2 separate regions of the Mus musculus genome follow, and region 1 is linked to region 2. The links are chromatin contacts, called in public HiChIP or PLAC-seq maps. All regions are on one chromosome and are shown on one strand. Each heading gives the region's core, a stretch centred on a gene start, on an enhancer-like site or on the middle of the called end of the contact. The rest is flanking DNA. Distances are from core to core; before and after follow the strand shown. Region 1 holds the start of Ptpn18 (protein tyrosine phosphatase, non-receptor type 18). Region 2 overlaps Dst (dystonin).

The links. HiChIP or PLAC-seq counts read pairs in DNA pulled down with a chosen protein or histone mark.
Region 1: a contact with region 2 is called in an H3K4me3 HiChIP or PLAC-seq map of stem cell-derived neural progenitor cells, with 2.8 times the contacts expected there. The contact joins the promoter of Ptpn18 here to the enhancer-like site in region 2. A contact is called at or near these places in 5 of 39 promoter capture datasets (the C10 cell line, cranial neural crest, embryonic stem cells and 1 more), 4 of 115 datasets of contacts at active chromatin or transcription factors (embryonic stem cells and stem cell-derived neural progenitor cells) and 3 of 9 other capture datasets (adipose tissue, embryonic stem cells and pancreatic islet).

What each region holds. Positions count from the first base shown.
Region 1 is chr1:34,458,322-34,461,892 of GRCm38.p6, forward strand. It overlaps Ptpn18 (protein tyrosine phosphatase, non-receptor type 18), which reads left to right and starts at 1,425. Exons shown (of 15, transcript NM_011206.2): 1 at 1,425-1,595. The coding sequence starts at 1,503. Gm32504 (a long non-coding RNA gene) reads right to left here and starts at 2,714. Exons shown (of 4, transcript XR_373299.3): 1 at 1,438-2,714; 2 at 1,100-1,342; 3 at 1-943.
Region 2 is chr1:34,181,770-34,185,696 of GRCm38.p6, forward strand. It overlaps Dst (dystonin), which reads left to right. Exons shown (of 103, transcript NM_001276764.1): 36 at 2,247-2,375. Among named protein-coding and RNA genes, the nearest start is that of Gm26788, 5.6 kb to the left of the region's middle. Within about 2 kb of position 1,957, at least 40 of the 459 cell types and tissues checked have an H3K27ac peak or open chromatin away from gene starts, as enhancers often do. A contact at or near this core is called in pancreatic islet and stem cell-derived neural progenitor cells, where this site is marked.

The DNA of each region.
Region 1 (3,571 bases), core at 175-2,674, 280 kb after region 2:
CCATTCCTTCATTTAAACACTGTGATGACCAAGTTGACAGCCTTTTACCAATGATCCCACTCATCTTCCAGTGACTTAAAGCACTTCTTTTTTTGGTTTTTCGAGACAGGATTTCTCTGTATAGCCCTGGGTGTCCTGGAACTCACTCTGTGGACCAGGCTGCCCTCGAACTCAGAAATCCACCTGCTTCTGCCTCCCAAGTGCTGGGGTTAAAGGCGTGTGCCACCACCGCTCCGCTCAGCATGCTTAAAGCACTTTCAATTCGCCTTAGCCCTACTTTTGCACACGACCCCAAACGGATCTCCTCAGAGCCCTCCCTCAACAGAGAGTTGGCAATGCTTGAAATTCTTTGGTTCCCTTGCAGGTGGTGCTACTCCATCTGCTGAAGCCTGTTTTGGAAAGAACCCCCTTTTATTTTCTTTTGTGTGTAGGGAGATACACCCTCACTATAGAGCCTGTGTAGTTGTCCAAGGACAACACTCTGGAGTCGATTTTCTCCTTCCACCATGTGGGTCCTAGGTATCAAATCCAGGTTGTCATGTTTATTTAGTGGCAAGGCATTTACCTACTGAACCATTCCACCATCATTAAAACATTTTCCTTTCTCTCTCTCTCTCTCTCTCTCTCTCTCTCCCTTCCTTCCTTCCTTCCTTTCTTCCATTTTTTTTTTTAACTTTGAGACAGGATTTCATCACAAGCTAACTTTGAATTCACAATGTAAGCTAGGGTGACCTTGACTTTCTGATTTTCTTGCCTCCACCTTGTGAATGCTGGGACAGGCACTCTACCAATTCAGCTACAAACCTTAGCACGGCTCTTCTCCAGTCTTTAGTCTCCAGGACCCCAGGAGCTTCAGCATAAGATCTTCTTCAAACTCCTGAAGGGGGACGGAGTGAGTGTTGAGACCACTTTTCCTCCCAATGCCTCTCTAGTCTCTTCCTCCCTGAGGGGTATGGGTTAAGATCCACAAGTTAGGACTGAATCCTGGTGTCCCCGCTTTTCCAGCAGGTTCCAAAAGTGAAATCACACCCCCTACCCTCAGAAATAGGCCTTTTCCCAGAGCAAAGTGCAGGGAATATATTTATTCGAAGTCCCCGACCTCTCTCATATTCCGCTGTCGCACGACTGTGAACCTCAGCGCTCGCAGGACTCCGGAGCAACCTTGGGAACCCGGCCTGCGAGATTGAGAGCGCAGCCATCCCCCTGGAAAGGCCAATGGGACTGAGCGTTCCGTGCGGACTCCACCAGCTTCACGGCAGCCGAAGCACCCGAGGCGCCAGTGGGGAATTGCGGGACCCGCAGCTACTTGGACGGCCAGTTCGGCTGCGGTGGCAGCCAGCACCTATGGGCGGGACGAACGGAGTGAACTCCTAGTGCCATTGGCCGAGGAGCCTGCCAATTACCGGTCTTCATTGGCTGCTGGAATGGAGGCCCCACCTCGCAGTGGCTAAATTCTCGGAGTCGGATCACTCCTTGTGGGAGACCTCAGAGCGGGTCGCAGCATGAGTCGCCATACGGACTTGGTGAGGAGCTTCTTGGAGCAGCTGGAGGCCCGGGACTACCGGGAGGGGGCAATCCTCGCTCGTGAGTTCAGCGTGAGTGACACTCCAGCCATCAAGCTTCGCAGCCAGGCGCTCCCCACGGCTGTCCACCTGTGCAATATGAAAGCTCTGCCTTTTCCTCTCAGCTCCCGGGGCGTCTCCTCCCTCCTGCTCTCGGCTTTCCTCTTCCCGCACTTCTCTCACCCTGACTCTCCCAGCCTTCCGCACTTTGCCCACAGGTGCCCAGAGGGTGAAGACGGCTACTGTTTAGGAGGAGCCAGACACACTCAGGTGTCGGTGTCGAGCTCCCGGTGCAATCTTCTCCCTAGCGGGGCCGTGGCTTCCGCCGTGGAGGGAGGCAACACACCTGCGCTGGACTCGAGTCCCCAACCCGGGCCACTCCTGGGTCACCTTGTAATCCCAGGGAGGAAGTGGTTTGGGGCAGCAGAAAGAGGAACGAGGAAACTTGTAGCCTAGCCTAGGTTTCGCGTTACCAGTCTATCCTAGGGCTTTTCAGAACTGTGGCCCTGGGAGCTCTGACTTCATTTTCACCTGTTTTGAATTGTGAATGATAAAAGACAAGCCGGTTTGAAAATTAGGTGGTTTGGGTAGATGCACCTAGCACGCGTTGGGTATTCACTGGCTATATTAACTGTATGCACCTGCCTTTAACATGGTTTACAAAGGTTGTAAACGTTACCTCGGGCCAATCAAGCTTGTGAGAGCTACTGCCACTCAACAGCCATGGCACACAACATGTAATGACGTATTTTAAATAGAGTGACATGATCCAAATACGTAATACACTATCTCAAACTTAGAAATGTAAATGACAATGATATAAAAATAAGTGTGACATTAAATGATCACTTACAGCCTGGCATGGTGGCACATGCCTGTAATTCTAGCAGTTGGTAGCCTAAAACCGGGGGATAACCATGAGTTCAAGGCCAGCCTGAATTACATAATTTTGTGACCACTCTGGAATACTCTGGAGATTGTTTCAAAGAATGAAAAAGATAGTTTACACAGGCCAATATGTAAACCAGTAACAGTGAAACTCTGGTGGTGGTGCATGCCTTTAATCCTAGCACTTGGAGGCAGGGAAAGGAAGGTTACTGTAAGTCTGAGGTCAGTCTGGTCTACACAGTGAACTCCAGGACAGCCAGGGATATGTAGGAAGACCTTGTCTCTAAAACAATAAAAAAACCAACCAAACAAAAAAAATAACCCCAACTAACTAAATAAGCAAAACAAACAAACAAAAACCCAACAAAGCAACCAAACACCACAACAGATACAACAAACATTAATAAGAACCAAATTTATAGCAGGGTGATGATGGCACACACCTTTGATTTCAGCACTTGGGAAGCAGAGCCAGGTGAATCTCTTGAGTTCAAGGCCAGCCTGGTCTACAGAGTGAGTTCCAGGACAGCCAGGGCTACACGGAGAAATCCTGTCTCGCAAACCTAAAACCAAACCAAACCAAAAAACCCAAAAAGCAAGCAAACGAACAAACAAACAAACAAAAAACCCAAACCAAATGTATTAAGTTAGTAAGTAAATATACACACAAGCATATGGACAGGTTAAATGTGAGTCTAGATAATTTTCATATGTAAATGCTGTAACAGAAGAACTACTAGCATAAAGTATACATTTTATAAGCAAGAAGATATGCATAAACAGGAAGAAGGTGTCTCTGGGGGCTGGAAAAACCTGACCAACATAAGTAAACCACTTTGGAATGGTGGCCCAAACACAATGCCAGTCATTGCAAATATGAGCACCCGATAAGAGCGGTACTCTTCACCAGTTATAATAATGCAACAGCTATAAAGCACCTATAGCATCTTCCTACATGTTATACCTCATATCTATAGCATATTGTCATGCTGTACCTTGTTTAAAGTATTTTTAATTTTTATTTGGCGCATGTAGCTATATATGTATGTATGCATGTGTGTATATAGATACTCTTGGAGACTAGAAAAGGCTATTGAATCCCTGAAGCTGGAGGTACCAGC
Region 2 (3,927 bases), core at 707-3,206:
GGCAATGGAAAATAGAATGCTTGATAGGAAGAAAGGTAAACATATCTTGGAGGCACAAATTGCCAGTGGGGGCGTCATTGACCCTGTGAGAGGCGTCCGTGTCCCTCCAGAAATGGCTGTGCAGCAGGGCTTGCTGAACAACGCCGTCCTACAGTTCCTGCATGAACCGTCCAGCAACACGAGAGTCTTTCCTAATCCCAACAACAAGCAGGCTCTGTATTATTCGGAGTTACTGCAGATCTGTGTGTTTGATGTAGATTGCCAGTGTTTTCTCTTGCCGTTTGGGGAGAGGGAAATATCCAATCTCAACATAGAGAAAACTCATAAAATTGCCGTGGTAGATACCAAAACTGGGGCGGAACTGACGGCATTCGAGGCTTTCCAGAGAAACCTGATTGACAAGGGTATTTATCTCGAACTCTCAGGGCAGCAGTATCAGTGGAAGGAAGCTACATTTTTTGACTCCTACGGGCATCCTTCTCACATGCTGACTGATACTAAAACTGGTCTGCAGTTCAATATTAGTGAAGCTGTCGAGCAGGGAACGCTAGACAAAGCCTTGGTGCAAAAGTATCAGGAAGGCCTAACTACACTAACAGAACTGGCTGACTTTCTTCTGAGCAAGGTAGTTCCCAAGAAGGATTTGCACAGTCCCATTGCAGGCTATTGGCTGACCGCTAGTGGGGAGCGAATCTCCTTGCTGAAAGCCTCCCGTAGAAACTTGGTTGATAGGGTTACAGCCCTCAGATGCCTTGAAGCCCAAATCTGTACAGGAGGGATCATCGATCCCCTAACTGGGAAAAAGTACAGGGTGGCCGAGGCTTTGCATAGAGGGCTGGTGGACGAGGGCTTCGCCCAGCAGCTACGCCAGTGTGAATTAGTGATCACGGGGATCAGCCACCCCGTCAGCAATAAAATGATGTCAGTGGTGGAAGCCGTGAATGCAAATATCATCAGTAAAGAAATGGGCATGCGGTGCCTGGAATTTCAGTACCTGACAGGGGGCCTGATAGAGCCGAAGGTTTTCTCGAGGCTGACCATAGAAGAGGCCCTTCACGTCGGTATCATTGATGTCCTCATCGCCACCAGACTCAAAGATCAAAAGTCATATGTCAGGGATATAATGTGCCCCCAGACTAAGAGAAAATTGACATATAAAGAGGCCCTGGAGAAAGCTGATTTTGATTTCCACACAGGACTTAAGCTGTTAGAAGTGTCTGAACCCTTGGGGACAGGGATATCCAACCTCTACTATTCTTCCCAGTAGGGCGTTTGACTCTGTGCAGAGGCCGTGTCGGCTGCATCCTGCCATCTGTTCAGAGCAGATGGTGTCTGCTAAATGTGCAGCCTAGGAACTGTGTCACCAACTCGAAGCGCTGTTAATTTCTTGTAGGCTAGAAATAGCTCCCTGCTCAGAAAACACGGCCATTCTTAAGTTGAAAGCAGAAAACGATTGGCTGCCCCTGACAAAGTAACTTAAAAAAAAAAATATCTTACTAAAATAAATGGGTTTTACCTAGAAAATGGGGTGAGCTTGGTGACCATCCACACGTTCACAGGCCCGTTTCTTCTGACCTCCTTCATAGTCCTTTCACTGAATAGATTCAACACATTAATGATGTCATCCATTGTACATCCTGAAAGAGCACCTCACAGAGCACCACAGGACTGGGATCCAAAGGAACGTGCAAAAGTGCCCCCGACCCGTGAGGCTGGAGATGGCTACCTGCAGGCAGTGATGTCCTCTGCATAGCGAAGTGTTCGTCGCTGTTAACTTTTACTTTGGTTGAGACTTTGGAAATAAAATCTAACAAGTGCATTGTGTATTGGAGGAGGGGTGTCATCTGTGTGGAGTTTCTCTCTCTTCTTTTGCTCTCTCCTTTTGTCTAATAGCATCTGTCAAGGCATCTGCGATTGTAATGCTAATGTAAAGGCAGCGATTCCCAAATCTCTCTCATGAATAAAGTTGGGTTTGCTTATTTGTCATACTCCTGAAGCAGCTGGGTGGCCAGAGCAGTGATCCCAGACTGATCATAAAAGCTTTTCCCGTCCTCAAAGACATCTGCTGTGTGATGCAGTGGATGTGGTTAAGTGAATGAATAAAATATCGCAGTAACCTGTGTGCATGATGGAAACATTTGTGCCTTCTTCTTTCAGCAGAAAGGAGGGGTCAGTTGAGAAGCTCAGTCATTTATTGGAATGTTTGTTTGTTTCTTTCTTCATTTTTAAACACTTGTACCTGTCAGAAGTCACTGGATGAAGAGAAGAAACAACATATTGAAAAAGCTAAAGAATTGCAGAAATGGGTATCAAATATCAGCAAGACCCTGGGAGATGGGGAGAAAGCTGGGAAACCTCTCTTCTCTAAGCAACAGGTATATTCACAGAGGCTGTAATGCTAACGGGGTAGAATTTACCGAATCATACAGTCTACAAAGCACAAGCTATAAATCTTTGCCTTATCCCCCCAGAGTTAGAGGCTTTTACAATAAAAATTAATAGTTTAGGTCCTTAGGCATTTTCCTCAAAGAGTGGAAAGTAGTTCGAATCTGCTAGAAAAAGGGGTCCTATTCCAAAGCCAGAATCATGGTCATTGGCCTCATTATGGGCAAGCCACTAGGTTATAGGGCCTTACCGTACATCTCAACTCCCTGCTTAGAATGAATGGGATTGTTGACCAATGATGTCATCAGCCCTACATGCCACCCACGTCAGAGAGACAGAGAGAGTAACGTTCACAGCTGTGAATGCTGTTGAGTGTTTAGTAGACATCTCCTGGGCCTTTTCTGTTTCATGAGGAAGGCTTTCTTGTCCAACCTCTACACCGTACATTCTTCCCATTGACTACAGTCTCCAGCCCTTCCTGTTTTCCCTGCCGATGGCTGTGTGTGTGTGTGTGTGTGTGTGTGTGTGTGTGTGTGTATGTGTGTGCTGCAGTGGATGGTGGTTTTTACTCAGGACATTGGCATTAAGGTGTAGATCCTAGTAGTGCCTGTTCCTGATGGTAGGAATTCCCACTAGTTTGTGTATTCTTGCTGTTGGGTTTTGTTTTGGGCAGACAAGGTCTAGGCTAGTCTCACCCTTGCTATGTAGCCCAGGCCAGCCTTGAAGTGTGATTTCATATGAGTGGAAGAACTAAGAATTCAGAAAGCATTTGGTGGTTTTTAAGCAAAAACACTCCAAACTGATTTGCCTCAAATGTTTGATTTAAAATACCTTCTTCCCAGGCTGCTTCTTGCTATGAAAAAGGAAGGCATTCAAACAAGGCACGTAAGCCTTAGCAAAGATCTCTTGAGAGAGCACATCTCTTCAGAAGCGTGGATTATAAACACCTGGTGTCTTCATATTATAGTTATAAAATTCTCCAGGAGGGTCATTAGATTTAGATCTAGTACATGCAGACACTTTTAAATAAGATCGTGGCCCTAGCTGTAATTCTACTAGAACACCTGCTTTCTCTTTTGAAGGAGAAAGTGCTTTGAGGCACACGAGTCCTCAGAGATTCCATTTAGCGTCACAATTTCCTATATCCATACAAAATTGACTATGTACATTGACTGATAAGTGTGCTGCTCATCTTTCGTTGGCCCGATATTTCCTCTCATCCCTGTTCATTTATAAGAATGGAAGCTTTGATCAATTGGAAATGGGATTTGGGACAAGTCTTGGATAAACCCCTTTTCCCTGTAATTAATGAGTTTGTCTTCTCTAGTAGCCACAGATGGAGTAGGATGGAGGGCGCTATCATTACCAGTTACTTCCTGATCTACAGGCCTCCTGTAAAGTAGTGCTTTCAGCATAAAGAGAGGAGCTTCAGGAAAGGAGAGGCCCATAGTCTCAGTGTCCTTTTGAGAATGGTGACATAGAAGGATGAGACTGGGCCAGTGCTGAGCCTTTGGGCTTTGGCAGATTCATGGTCAGGCTGGG